Linked DNA regions of Sus scrofa: all the other regions are linked to region 3. Evidence: chromatin contacts called from public Hi-C and targeted proximity ligation data. All regions are on one chromosome and are shown on one strand. The core of a region is the stretch at or near the end of the contact, and the rest is flanking DNA. Distances in the headings are between cores, read along the strand shown. Region 1 has its middle 42 kb from the start of CYTH3. Region 2 overlaps LOC110260073 (alpha-2C adrenergic receptor-like). Region 3 overlaps USP42 (a long non-coding RNA gene).

What was found. A called contact is a pair of places that touch in the nucleus more often than the background predicts.
Region 1: a Hi-C map of subcutaneous adipose tissue shows a contact between it and region 3, with 5 times the contacts expected there. A contact is called at or near these places in 2 of 5 promoter capture datasets (fetal skeletal muscle and liver), 28 of 47 Hi-C or Micro-C datasets (adipose tissue, alveolar macrophages, blood and 16 more) and 2 of 2 datasets of targeted methods (alveolar macrophages and skeletal muscle).
Region 2: a contact with region 3 is called in a targeted proximity ligation map of skeletal muscle. A contact is called at or near these places in 1 of 5 promoter capture datasets (liver), 11 of 47 Hi-C or Micro-C datasets (adipose tissue, blood, embryonic fibroblasts and 7 more) and 2 of 2 datasets of targeted methods (alveolar macrophages and skeletal muscle).

Annotation. Positions count from the first base shown.
Region 1 is chr3:4,856,311-4,860,633 of Sscrofa11.1, forward strand. No RefSeq gene overlaps it. Among named protein-coding and RNA genes, the nearest start is that of CYTH3, 42 kb to the right of the region's middle.
Region 2 is chr3:4,839,401-4,844,006 of Sscrofa11.1, forward strand. The region is part of intron 2 of LOC110260073 (alpha-2C adrenergic receptor-like); the gene reads left to right. Among named protein-coding and RNA genes, the nearest start is that of RAC1, 38 kb to the left of the region's middle.
Region 3 is chr3:5,000,739-5,005,310 of Sscrofa11.1, forward strand. USP42 (a long non-coding RNA gene) reads right to left here. Exons shown (of 18, transcript XR_002342221.1): 17 at 3,685-3,728; 18 at 1,668-2,680. CYTH3 (cytohesin-3) reads left to right here. Exons shown (of 13, transcript XM_021086079.1): 13 at 1-1,463. Among named protein-coding and RNA genes, the nearest start is that of USP42, 45 kb to the right of the region's middle.

The sequences.
Region 1 (4,323 bases), core at 996-3,495, 150 kb before region 3:
GGATTGTCTTAGTGTCTCACTTGTAATCTTACTCACGCGTGTATAAGTCAGGCTTCTCCAGAGAGACAGAACCAGTACGATGCACATGAAATCAGAAGAGCGAAGTTACTTTGGGCAGTTATGGAGGCTGAGAGGCACCAGCTGGAAAACTGGGAAGTTGCATGGCTTCACCCTCCAGGACCAGGGGAGTTGCTGTGGTGGCACAGTGGAAACGAATCTGACTAGGAACCATGAGGTGGCCAGTTTGATCCCTGGCTTCCCTCCGTGGGTTAAGGATCTGGCGTTGCCGTGAGCTGTGGTGTAGGTTGCAGACATGGCTCGGATCCTGCGTTGCTGTGGCTCTGACGTAGGCTGGCGGCTACAGCTCTGATTAGACCCCTAGCCTGGGAACCTCCATATGCCATGGGTGCGGCCCTAAAAAAACCCCAAACAAACAAAAACCCTCCAGGACCAGAAGCTAGAGCTCCAATGTCAAGGGCAGGACAAGGTGGACGTCCCAGCTCAAGAAGGGGCAGAAGTGGTCCTTCTGCCCTTCTCATCGTATCCAGACCCTCAGAGTCTTGGATGATACCACCCCAGGTTGGTTTGAACCAGTTTTCACTCAGCCTACTGATTCAAATGCTAATCCCTTTCAGAAACGCCCTCACGGGCACACCCAGAAATAATGTCTCACCAGCCATCTGGGCGTCCCTGGGCCCAGTCCTGGTGACACATAACATTGACCTTCACAGCAAGGCCTTCCTCTCTGGATGGAAGATGTGGGAGTGGAACAGGGGCCATGGGCACAGAAGGCCTTCCCTCTCTTGCCTTTATTTTACATGATTTCGAATCTTTAAAGCCACATTTTGTTCTAGTTTTTTCAATTAAAAGTTGTTTTCTTGCACTGTAAACCCGCTATAATGGAAAAAACAAAAATCATTATAAAATAAATTGTTTTATTGAAGTATAGTTGATTTACAATGTGTTCGTTTCTGGCATACAACAAAGTCATTCAGTTATTTATGTACATATATAGGTATTCTTTATTTTCTTTAACTTTTTGGGGGCTTTTTTTGGCCACAGTCATGGCATGTGGAAGTTCCCAGGGCAGGGATCCAACCTGCACCACAGCAGTCACCCAAGCTGTTGCAGTGACAACACTCCAGGTCTTTGTTTTAAAATGTAGTTTTAGGGAGTTCCCTTGGTGGCACAGTGGTTAATGAATCCGGCTAGGAACCATGAGGTTTCGGGTTCGATCCCTGGCCCCACTCAGTGGGTTGAGGATCTGGTGGTGCTGTGACCTATGGTGTAGGTTGCAGACACGGCTCAGATCACGCATTGCTGTGGCTATGGTGTAGGCCGGAGGCTACAGCTCCAATTATGCCTCGGGAAGCGGCCCCAGAAAAGGCAAAAAGACCAAAAAAAAAAAAAAAAATAGTTTTTACTCTAATTCAAAAAGATATATGCCGGAGCTCTTGCTGTAGCTCACTGGTAACGAACCCAACTAGTGTCTGTGAGGACGTGGGTTCAATCCCTGGCCCTGCTCAATGGGTTAAGGATCTGGTGTTGCTGTGAGCTGTGGTGTAGGTTGCAGACGCGACTTAGATCCCGAGTTGCTTGTGGTAGCTGTGGTGTACGCCGGCAGTTGCAGCTCTCATTCAATCCCTAGCTTGGGAACATCCATTTGTGTGGCCCTACGGAAGACAAAAACCACCAACAATGAGCCCTTGGCCTTTTTTTCATTGAATTCTAAGCATTTTTATTGTCCAAGAGCAATGGGCTTTAGAGTCTCTTTCAATCTTGCACTTTTGGGAACACGTCATCCTCTCTTAAGCTGTCCCCAGACCTGGTTTGTAGGAAGGGACGTGGGCTACAGCCTTCAGCACAGCCCAAGGGAAATACAGACTCAGGTTTACAGCTTGACCTTGGCTCTGGTGGCAGGACAGTTCGCTGGACTTGAGAGGCTGCCTGGGAACATCCTCTGCTGCCCCCTGTGAGGCCACGAGGCGACTCAGGATGTGCACGAGGTCGGCGTGAGAAACTGAGGTGGTCTTGGAAGCTGTGGCCCCCTGGACCTTCGGGCTCAGGGAAGAACCCTTGGGCTGCTTCCCACGCGAAGCCGGACTTGGCTTCCTCCTCATCACCTCTAAAAATAGGACTTGGAAGTCATGGCCCCTGTGATGTAATGCATCTCAGTCATGGGCAGGAAGTGATGCTTTCCTGCCAGGCCCGCAGTGTCCTCAGGAGATGAGCTGGGAAGGACATTCCTTCTCCTGTTTCACGATAGGAACGTCAGAGCGCTTAGGGCTGCTTTTTGCAGCCAGAGAGGTCAGACTGGCTATATTTGGGTGACGCTGGATGTGTGTGCCTCACAAAGTCTGGTGTTGGTAACCTCGCCCTCCATCCGCGTGAACTGTCCTGGGCTCCGTGAGGCTCATAAAAGCGGTGGCACGTCCTCATTAGGGAAATACACGCATAGCATTCTAAGGATGAGAGCAGACTGCAGAATTTGGCTCCCTGGCCCTACTCGGGGATTGAGAATTTTGTGCAACAGACCGAGGACCAGCGGACCAGGGCTCGAAGCATTTGGCAAGAGTAATTTTTTGTTTTCCAGGATTTGCAGTGAGAATCCAATGTCTTGGAATTCCCTGGTGGCTCATCGGGTTAAGGATCTGATGTCAGTTTGACCCCTGGCCCGGGAACCTCTGCTTGCTGTGGGCGAGGCCAAGATAAAAACTTGCCTTCATTTCATTGCAATTGTGTGTCAGACTCTAAGCATAAACAGCTAAGTAAGACAGAAGTCAACCTGGGACGTCCATGGTCTGGGGAGAAAAGTGACAAACCAGACTGCCGAGGAGTGCCAAGAAGTCACCCTGGAAGGTGCTGGAAGGGGTGCTCAGACTCTTGCTCACTACACTGCCGGCTCCTTGGAGAGATGCTGCTTCCACAGGAGCCCCTCCAGCCCCGGCAAACGGGTCCACGGAGGGTTGCCAAGCCCTGCGGGTGCTGTCAGCCTGTTCCTGGAGCTGCTCTTTACAGCATACAGTTCCTGGCTCGGAGGAGCAGGATTTCACCTCCCAGCCCTGGACAGAGACCTGAGCGCCCCTGAACCCCTCGTCCTTCCCACTTGCAAGATCCAAAGCCCTCCAGTCTCAGGCGAACCCAGCCCTTCACTATCGCTGCCCTATAAAACCAGACAGACTGAATGTCTCCTTCCTGCCCAGTGGCTCTGCTCCCTCACCGAGTCGTCCAAGGCTGCGTCCTCTCCTTGGTGGCCGACGGCCAGCTCCCACTGCAGCCCGTAGCACCAGCGCCAGCCCTGTCCTCCTCGGTTCTTTACCCAAGAAACACCCTCATCTCTGTGACATGATTGTTCAAAACAAACCAGCTGTAATGGGAGTTCCCATGTGGCGCAGTGGAGATGAATCCGGCTGGGATCCATGAGGATAAGAGGATGCAGGTTCGATCCCTGGCCTCATGCGGTGGGTTAAGGATCTGGCATTGCCATGAGCCGTGGTGTAGGCTGGCAGCTGCAGCTCCGATTTGACCCCTAGCCTGGGAATGTCCATATGCCTCGGGTGCAGCCCTAAAAAACCAAAGCAAAAAACCAAACTGAAAAACTGAGAACCAGGAATGAGAGTGAAATTTGGCTTCCTTGCTTTGAGTAATTCGTTATAAGCTCTAATGTATGAAAAACCCACTTCCTTAAGGTAACAAATGGGGAGAAGCCACAGTAATTGGATTTGCTATTAAGTGGGTGTATTGCTACCAAATTGAACAGAAAATTACTGGGAACATTTGGAGTGAGAATGAAAGTGTCTCAGATGTGGTGACGGGGACCAGCCAGCCCTCCTGCTCCCGTTCCCTGGGCGGCTGCAGCGCTGATGCTTCCCTGAGCTTCTTGGTCCTGCGGCCTGTCTGGCCCCCAGGGGCACCCGGACCTCCCACTGGCTGCGGGCTGACCCCTTTTTTCTACTCTCTTCCAGGCTTCGTGGGATCCGGCCTGCTGTCCTTTCCCTTCCTAGCTGCCAGCAAGGACTCTGGTTTCTTACAATTCCCTGTCTTCAGATCAGGCCCCGTCTCCCACTTCCTGGTCATCCCCCCAAACACAAGAGCTGATCGGCTTAAAGACTTCAGTGCAGTTACCCTAAGGAAAGAAGAACGTAAGGCAGCAAGCAAGAGGAACTGGGGGAGTTCCCGTCGTGGCTCAGTGGTTAACGAACCCGACTAGCATCCATGAGGACGTGGGTTCCATCCCTGGCCTCGCTCCGTGGGTTCGGGATCTGGCATTGCCATGAGCTGTGCTGTAGGTCGCAGATGGAGCTCGGATCCTGTGTTGCTGCG
Region 2 (4,606 bases), core at 216-2,715, 160 kb before region 3:
TGCCATCCAGTGGTTCCTTTGTCCTCAGCAGCCTTTTGTCCTGGTTCCCTAAAACGCTCTTCTGGCGTGGTACTAACAGCTGTTTATTGGATGTGAGGGATGCTGGTCAGAGAGGGCTCGGTGCTTTTGCACGTTGAGGCCTCACGACAGCCTGAGGAAAGAGGACACAGCCAGCTCGGCCCACCCTCCTCGCCCCTCGGACCTGTGAGTGCATCTTGGAGCATCTTGGTGGCGGAAGGAGGCGACAGGGCGGTGACCTGCAGGAGCTGTGGAGCCGGTTAGCGCGCAGGTGTGATTTGGCTTCGCCGAGTGGTCCGTGGCAGGAACTCAGTATGTGTGTCTGCTTCCTGTGGTTATGATTCAGTTTAACGCAGAGATGACCAGCCCTTCCTCTTTCTCATCCTCTACGCTGTGAAGCAACTTGAGGAATTTGTTTCAGCCACCTCCTCAGTCTGGTGGTTTTAGTTGTGAGCTCAGTGACCTCAGTGACAGTAAGTCCACTAAGATTAACACCTGAAAGCTGAGAGGCTGTGATACTTACATGTGGAATCTAAAACATAATTAAAATGAATGTATGTGCAAAACAGAAACAGACTCACAGACATTGAAAACAGAATGTGTACATGTATGTGTAACTGGGTCACCATGCTGTACAGGAGAAAAACATTGTATTGGGAAATAACTATAAAGAAAGAAAGAAAGAAAACCAGTGGTTACGGGAGGGGGAGGAGGGAGGGGCAGATTAGGGTTTGGGATTAACAGATGCAAACTACTGTGTATAAAACAGATAAGCAACAAGGTATTTTGTACAGTCTAGGAAATTAGAGCCATCATCTTGGAATAACTTTTAGGGGAGTCTGTGAAAATACTGAATCACTCTGCTGTACACCTGAAATTAATACAATGTTGTAAATCAACTATACTTGAATTAAAAAAAAAAAAAAACCGTGAAGGTGGCCTTGGAGCAGTTGGTGAGCCTCCTCAGGCAGGACCCGCTCCAGGCCCATTGTCCACCCTGGCCGAGCAGCACCTGCTCCTTTCGCTGTGTCCCCACCCCCACACAGCCCCTCTGGGAATAGCCTTGCCAGCTGGCTTTCAGGGCATAGAGGCTGGGTTATTTTTAGTTTCTAGAGCGTTGGTATCCAGACCGTCAGGTCCCTGAGGCCATTAATAGCTCAGGTTGGGGAAGGGACAGTGACGGCAGCCCAGGAGGGCAGCCGCCGCCTAACTGGGTCAGACCCACTGTCACGCAGCAGGCCCGCTGTCTGCAGCCGCGGGACTCTTGCGGAGGACCCTGGACAGGCCCACCCTCTGGCCTCTGATTGTGTTCTCAACCTTTGTCACCTTTTGGGGGGGGGGCCCAGGGGGGAGGTAAGGAGTGAGTAAGCTCAGAAACGTCTCCCAGTCCTGCGCTTCCCTTTTCCTGATTTATACTGTCTTGAGCTTCACAACAGACTTCCTCATTCTGGGGGGCAGGTCTCCGCTTTTGTGGGTATACTGTTTTGTGATCATTCATGCTGCTTAGTAGTTTGTAGACTTAACCTGGAGGGTTAGGAGTGGGCGATGACGGGCCAGCTGCGGCCAAGGACAGTTGGCCGTGTCGTCGAGCGTGCTTTGGCACTCTGGTGTAGTAGAATGTATGCAGTACCGTGAGAGTAAACCACAGCATCTGTTTCACCACAGTGGCGTGTGCATGTTCAGAAAGTATTTGAAAGTTGTTTTGGGCTCTCAAAATATAAGTAAAGTGTGTAACAGTCTAATGGGGGAGAGTTGGCCAGTTGAGGGCTTAGAGCCGAAAGGTTTCACCGACCTACTGTAGTTGTTAAGAGAATTAAATAAATACATAGTTTATTACTGGACATACTTAAGAACTACAAGACCTTATTCTGTCATTATTAAGTGCAATGATTATTATTACAGATTGTATGATTACACTAATGATATCTAATATAAGACATATTAATATGATTCTGGCAATACGTCATCTTTCTGAATGGTACTAAATCCTTGTACAAGGACATAGTAAAAGTGTTAGAAATTAATTTTCCTGAGAGTTGGCCCTTATTAAATGACCTGTTTTTTTTTCAGACTTCAAAAATACATATTTAGGAGTATTTCCATTTCAGGAAAATACTCATCCTTAGTACATCTCAGATCAGTAAAATAAATGTAAGGTTTAAAATAATATGCTTTGCACAGTTCATTTGCAAGAACTGTCGAGAGAAGTTAATTAGATTTGACTTGGTGAACTTTGAAAGTGTTTATTTTGATTCGTAGCCAGAATTGCATCTCTTAAAAGGACAGGTGTAACTATGCGTGGTGATAGATGTCCTACTGTGATCATTTTGCAATATATACAGATATCAAACCATGTTGCACACCTGAAACTAATCTAATGTTATGACAATTATATCTAAATTAAAAAAGAATTGCACCTTATGTTTGTATAGGGCTTTTTTTACTGCTCAAATATATTTGTATCTGTTGTTACGTAGTGTAATGGTCACTTGTGTAGATACAAAGTTTCGAGCATGCCCCATGGAGAGATGTATCTACCCACATGATGTAAATAAGCATATATATATATACGTACACTTATTTATAAACCATGTATTTTGCACTACCAAAATATGGTATGTATTATAAAACACAGAAAAAGTGACAAGATAAGAATGAACTAGGCAAAAATGTTCTGGTGTCTTCTCCCATACTCCTTGAGGTGGGGTCACTCCGTTTTAAAGGCAGCTGGGCTGGTGGACCGTGTGGGGAGTTCTTCCTTCGGAGTTTACCTGCCACTGACTTAGTTGTTGATGCAGGAAACATTTCTAACTGCCGTCTCATTGAAGCGTGCAGTGCCGTCGGGCCTGCGACCCTGCGTTTTCCCCGGGGGCTCTTTCGTCTTCCTCCTTGGCGCCTCTGCTGGGCCCCTGGCCGTCTGGTCAGTGGATCTTGGAGATCCTGGCTTTCTTTATCTCCTCTCTGGATGTGTTGCAATAGGGCCGTCATTCTTCTGCCTCCCCAGAGCTGGCGACTGAACCTGGGCCCCAGCTCTGAGGTAGAATGTTCACTGATGCAGCAGCTTGCCAGAGCCCCAGGGTCCAGCACTGCTGCCCAACCCCAGCGGCCCCCACCTTCCGCACTGCTGTTCTCCCCTCTGGGTACATAACCCCTTCCCTAACCAGGATCGAAGGCCAGGAAACCTGCATCTCGCCAGTCACATCAGAGGGAGGAGACTGCAGGGTCTCTCCTCTCTCCTCTCACAGGCTCACTTCTTCCTTTCTCTTTCTCTGCTCTATCCAAATAGCCTCCTCCTGGGCGAGATTCCTTTCCATTCTCGCCACCACACTGCAATCGAGGACTTGATCTAAAATGCAAATCTGGCCGTCGTTTCCAGGCTGAAGAGCCCTCAAGTGGCGGCTTGTCACCTGCTGGGTGAACTCCAGCTCTCGGCCAGTGCCTCCCGCTGCTGGCCCCTGGTTGGCGCCACAGCCCCATTCCTTAGCCCTCTTTGCTTTCTCCTTCAGCCTCCAATAATACTTGCTTTATTTTCTTCCCAGGGTACTCTTTAAATTTCCAAATAATTTATACAGTCGTATAGCTCAACAGTCTCTCGGTTCCACGGGACGGGTTAAGAGAAACAGCAGTTTCCTGCCTCAGGTTTCTCCATCCAGCCACCAGCTGACTCTCAGTGTTTCCTTCTCTGTCTCGAAATTGCACGCTTGCAGTGCCTGACTTTTCATTTTTGAGTTAATCTTTGTCCTACTGTGGGAGACGAGCTGTTAGCTTTTACCTGAAGCTGCATTTCCATCTTTCCTCCTCCCGAAAAGAGTGACTGCACTTGAGTTAGATTACTTTTCCTTAGGCTAGCCTCTTAGAAAAATTACTGAATACAATTTGTGTATGGTTAAAATTTCCATTTATCAGTGTTCTAGGGATATGCTGTTTTTTAAAGGAATATGTGCCAAAGACTTGTTTTTTAAAGTCATCGATTAATGAGGGAACTAGTAAGATGTTATAATCTGTTTAAAGGAGAATTTATTTATTTATTTTTGTCTTTTTAGGGCAGTACCCATGGCATATGGAGGTTCCCAGGCTAGAGGTCAAACCGGAGCCACAGCACTGCCAGCCTACGCCACAACCACAGCAACGCAAGATCCGAGCCACATCTTCGACCTGCACCACAGCTCACAGCAACACCGGATCGGGCCGGGGATCGAACCCTTGTCCTCATGGATACTAGTCGGGTTCATTACCACTGAGCCATGTGGGGAACTCCTAAAGAAGAATTTAGGTAAAACCCACGCGTGTAATCAAGAGTGCTCCAGTGAATGTAAACATGGGTGTGAAACTGGTCAGCGTGCACCGGGCAGTGAGCCCATTGTATTCCTCTGGATAGGATTCATTTCCAGCATTTCCATGTCTTTGGAGAGGAAGCCACTTGCCTTCCTCTCCGATTTTCTACAACTGTAAGCAAGTTGTCAAGCCGCGAAGACAAAGTTTGGAGCCCGTAAAATTGGGTAACTCAAAGAATGCTCTAGACAGCACACCCAGTAATGTTGGTTTTTTGTCCATTTCAAAGCCTTTCACAGTTTTGCCCCAGTTGGGG
Region 3 (4,572 bases), core at 1,878-4,377:
ACACCTCAGTTTGCACACCTGCGAGGTCATCCCCTGGAAGCCAGGTCCGCACAGCCCTCGGTCTGTCCGCACTCACACGGAAGTCTAAAGAGCAGAGGGGACCGTTGCTGAGAGCTGCCGCCACGCTGGGGCTGAGCGGCTGTGGGCCCCCGGCCTGGCCTCGTGCGGCTGACCTGGCCGTAGCTTTAAGTCACAGTAGACTCGGGGCGGGGGTGGGGGGGGGGACGGACCACTCTCCAACATGCATCAAACTGATCTTTTCCGGTCGTTCCCAAGCTCTTAGCCGTTGCTACTGTACTGATACCTCACATTGGAAACTCTGGCTTTGAGAAAGACAGGTCGGCAGGTGTCAGAACTCGGGCTGCGTCAACGGATGCTGGCCAGACCGCAGGCCACCCTGCCGGTGGCGACCCCTCGGGCTGGCCCCGCCCCCGGCACTGGGGGTGGCCCTGGCGCCAGCTAGATGGGTGTTTTGCGGGAAGCACCTTCTCGCCTTTGTCTGACCCAGGTAGGACCCGGGGGATGCTGGGCTTTCTGTCTTGCAGGTTTGCCCCAGGGTGGGGTTGGGAGAAGTGAGTTAAACCCCCCCCCGCCCCGTGAGAAATCTGACCCGAGGGGAGCTTCCCAGAAAGACGCAGACGACTGCGTGCTCAGGATCTTTGTTGTCACTTGCCATCGGAGTGTTGGTGACATCCTAATTCCAGGTTCTGTGGCGACAGTGTTAACCTGAGAGGCCTAAGCTGTCACCTGCCGGGGCAGGGCTGTGTGGGCGGGTCGTGGCCAGCGGCCGCCCACCCGGACCTCACCGAGCTGGCCTGTCCTCCTCCTCCCCCGCGCCGGTCTGCACTCAGTGCTTGAATGACCTGCCCCCGCTCTGGCCAAAGAGTTTTCCTCCAGAGACCAGGGGCAGGAGGCGGGGAAGGGGGTCCCTGCCCGGGAGACCCGGCTTCCAGGGCCCGCCCGCCCGCCGCCCTTAACCCAAGGTTTACTTGGCCGACCCTGGACCCAGACAAGCCAGTGTCGTCAGGATGTGGAACATATTTGAGCAGTTTAATGTGGTACCAAACGGAGTCCGAACAGGAGCTGTTCATGGGTGAAGCAGCATTTAATGCTGCATATAAAGCAATGCATATTTTTCGAGTTAAAATGCATATATCTACATAGATGTGCTTTGCTAAGAAGTTAGGTCTGTTGTAGACCAGAAACCACACATTGTGATTTCTTGTTTTATTTTTTTCTTAGAGAACATTTCTATTGACAGTAAATATAGTTAATATGTAAATAATGTACATATAGATTGATTTCTGGAGTGCTTGTTCTTCATTGTATAGACTCCCACAAGGCGCATGAAGAAATAGCCTATATTGACATTTTGCTGTAAAGTGAGCAGTAACGTTGCAGGGTGTGTGGCTGTCAGACTGCAAATAGTGTGTTCATTAAATAAAAACACGCTGTTAAAACAACACGGCCTATGACTGGCTTCTTTAAAATAAGGAGACTCCCCGCACCCGTCTGGGGTCTGTCTGTACCTCCAGTCTGGGGCCGAGAGCCCGTGGCTTGTGCCCTGGAGATGTTGAGACAGTGAACGCAGAGGAAGAAGCCCATGAGCAGCGTCGGTGAGTAAATGGGGAAAAGAGCGGGAAAAAATAAATGAAAAAGACACAAAAAAGGTTTAATTTGCTGCCATTTATATACTATATAAATTTTCCATGCTGTATATTTACAGTGGGGCAAGTGCTTTTTTAATCTTTAAAAAAACAAAGATCAAACTTCTTTAGACATCTCTGAACAACACAAACTGTATAAACCATACAGATTATTCAGATACGAACTGTATCAAATACAGTTTTCCCCACTCCATCTCCTGATGCAGGACCAGTGAATTATAAGTGTATCACAGTTTGATAGCATATCCATATTAAAAATAAAATCACAGTATGATTTTGTCTGTAACTAGAAACTTTAAGGGACCAAGCCGACAACTCAGACTCCAATATCATAGTCAAGACAAGAGACACTGTATAAAAAAGTTAGGTAATAAAAACATACTGTAGGCCTTACAAATAATGTTTGGATTATACATTCATAATGTAAATACGCATCATAACTGGTAAATTGATTGGAATAGTTCCACGAAGTTCAAAAACAGAACTTGTCTATAAAATACATCTTCAAATCTTGAATACAACTAAAATATGAAGCAAATTAGTTTCTAGTATCAGACATTACAGAAAACAGACTGCTCTCAAAAGTCTCATTGAGAGCGTGTGAATCTTTAAATAAGTTTTTAAATTAAATATACACACTGTCAGTTTGTACTTTTAATAATTCCATGGTGTCCCGGCTGGTCTTGCACCGGCTAGCTAACTCGGAGGAGCGTTACATGGAATACGAGTGATCAACCTGAGTCTGTGATTAAGCAGCATTTGAGATGTTCTAGTCCAGGGCGTTATTTCAATGTGATTTATATACACAGTATTTTACAGTGGTCAGCAGTTGTAGAAAGTGTTCGTCCATTTGGAATAAGGGTAATTAAGAAAAGGTAAAAACTAAAAAAAAAAGTCCTCCATGGTAAAATCTGTACAGTATTTACTAAAGAAGCACCACGCAGATTTGAACAAAGTTATTTTCTCTATAATTTAAGCTGGGTTGGGGATGGCTTCTGTTGAACACGTTGAATCTGAAAGACAGCAGGCAACAGGCGTTAGTTAGTTAGTCGGCCAGAGGCAGGAAGTTGGAACAAAGGGCCCAGGGAGGTCCCCCCACCCCGGCACCCACCCGGGGCGGGGGGTGCGGGGGGGGGGGCACTCCTCTTCCTTAGGCAACCGCCCTCCTGAAGGGCAGTCCAGGAACCAGGCGGTTCTAAACGCAGGAGCCCAGGCAGCTGGTGCCGCTCCCTCGAGGAGGGCGCCACCTGCTGGGCGCGGGTCCCGCCCGCCGGGCCCCCGCTGCGCTCGTCCCGCCCTCTCCTCATTCCTGACTCGGGCGTAGACCTGGCCCGGAGCACGCACTGGCCACGGGCGTGAATCAGCTGCGAATTAATCTGCAGACGGTTCCGGACATCCATTTAACCCCCCCTTTGCTGAAGTTACCCGTCTGGACGAAACTGCCTTCCCAGAGCCCAGGGGCTGGCTGGCCGCCCCCGCGCCCCAGCACGTCAGGGCTCACGCCACCAGGTCCTGCCTCCCAGGGCCGCCGAATGAAACCAGTGGAAAATGACACCCCACGCCTGATGTGCTCCCCCAAAGCGCCCGAACCTCAAACAAAGCCAAGTCCTAGTTGTCTGAAGCAGGCCTGAGATCTAGCGAGGCTAGGGCTCCAGGCTGGGCACGGTACCCACAGCTGGGGGAGGCTGGGGGTGCCCGGAGCTCAAGGACGGGTGGGCGGGGAGGGATCTCCTCGCTCAGGCCAACTGGGAGCTGCGTCTGGGTTGAGGCGATGGCTTCTCCAGCTTTCAAATGTTTATCAAGTGACTGTTGATTCTGAAGCTTCAACCTTCCCTCCTTTTCTTACCAGGAGGAGGGAAGGGAGCGACTGAGTTCAGGGACCCAACCCTCTCCCCCGCCCGGGTAGCGGCTCCGTCTCCCTCTGCTCCCAGCGCCGCCCGCGGCCCAGCGCTCCTCTCTGGGGCCCCCTGGTGGCTCCCCGAACGACTAGGCAAACAGACGTAGGCCGACAGCTTACCGTAACTAGTGAATTCTTTGCTCTGAGGCCAAGTTTTCAATCACCTAAAAAGCAAAGGTTGGGAAACAGATTTTAATGATGGTTTTACAATACGTTTAGGGCCTATGCTCTGTGTGCATTAGGTAATCACACTTAGGACCAGTTCTCAGTAGCTCGTTGCCTGAAATCAGTCCTACATGAGGAGGAGCACGGATGAGCTGCAGCTCTGAGTTTTACTGAAAACAGTTCATGTGATGCCTGAGGGCCGCATCCCCACGGAAACAGCCCACTCTCACCCCAGCAGAAGGCATTTGGGCGTCAGGCAAGAACAGCTCTTAGGCCAAAGACACTGAGTTCAAAGGTGCCAGAGAACAGGAGTCTGAAAGAGGTAAATGGTCAAGGGACCAGGACAGCAGACACACAGGCAGGCAGAGTTCCGTCCTCCGCCCCCCCAGAGATGCTCGGCCTGGGGGCCCTCGGTCAGCTCACAGCACAGGTGCCATCACGTCCAGGACAGGAACAGGGCCACCACCTGACCCCAGACACGCAGCCGGACTACCAAGTGTCCGCTGCTGGGGTTCGCCTGCCACTCTCCCTCCCCTGGGGCCGGCTCTGTGGGCGAGCTGGTGGCCTCAAGCGGTGCTCCTTGCAGGAGACCCGCAGGGGGAAGGGATGATTTTGGCCAAAGCGCAGAATCCCTGCAGGCCCACTGCGCACACAGAGCCCTCGCTGCTTCACCCCAGAGGCCAGGCCCCTCCCCCAAATCACTGAGCCGTTCGTGGGAACCAGTGTGCAAAGGCAACAGTGCGCAGAAAACACACAGCACGCAGCCTCTCAGCTTCCTTTTCCTGCTTGACTCTTCCCACTGGCTCCCAATGCCGCCAGCAGGGCCCCCCCACCAGGACACCC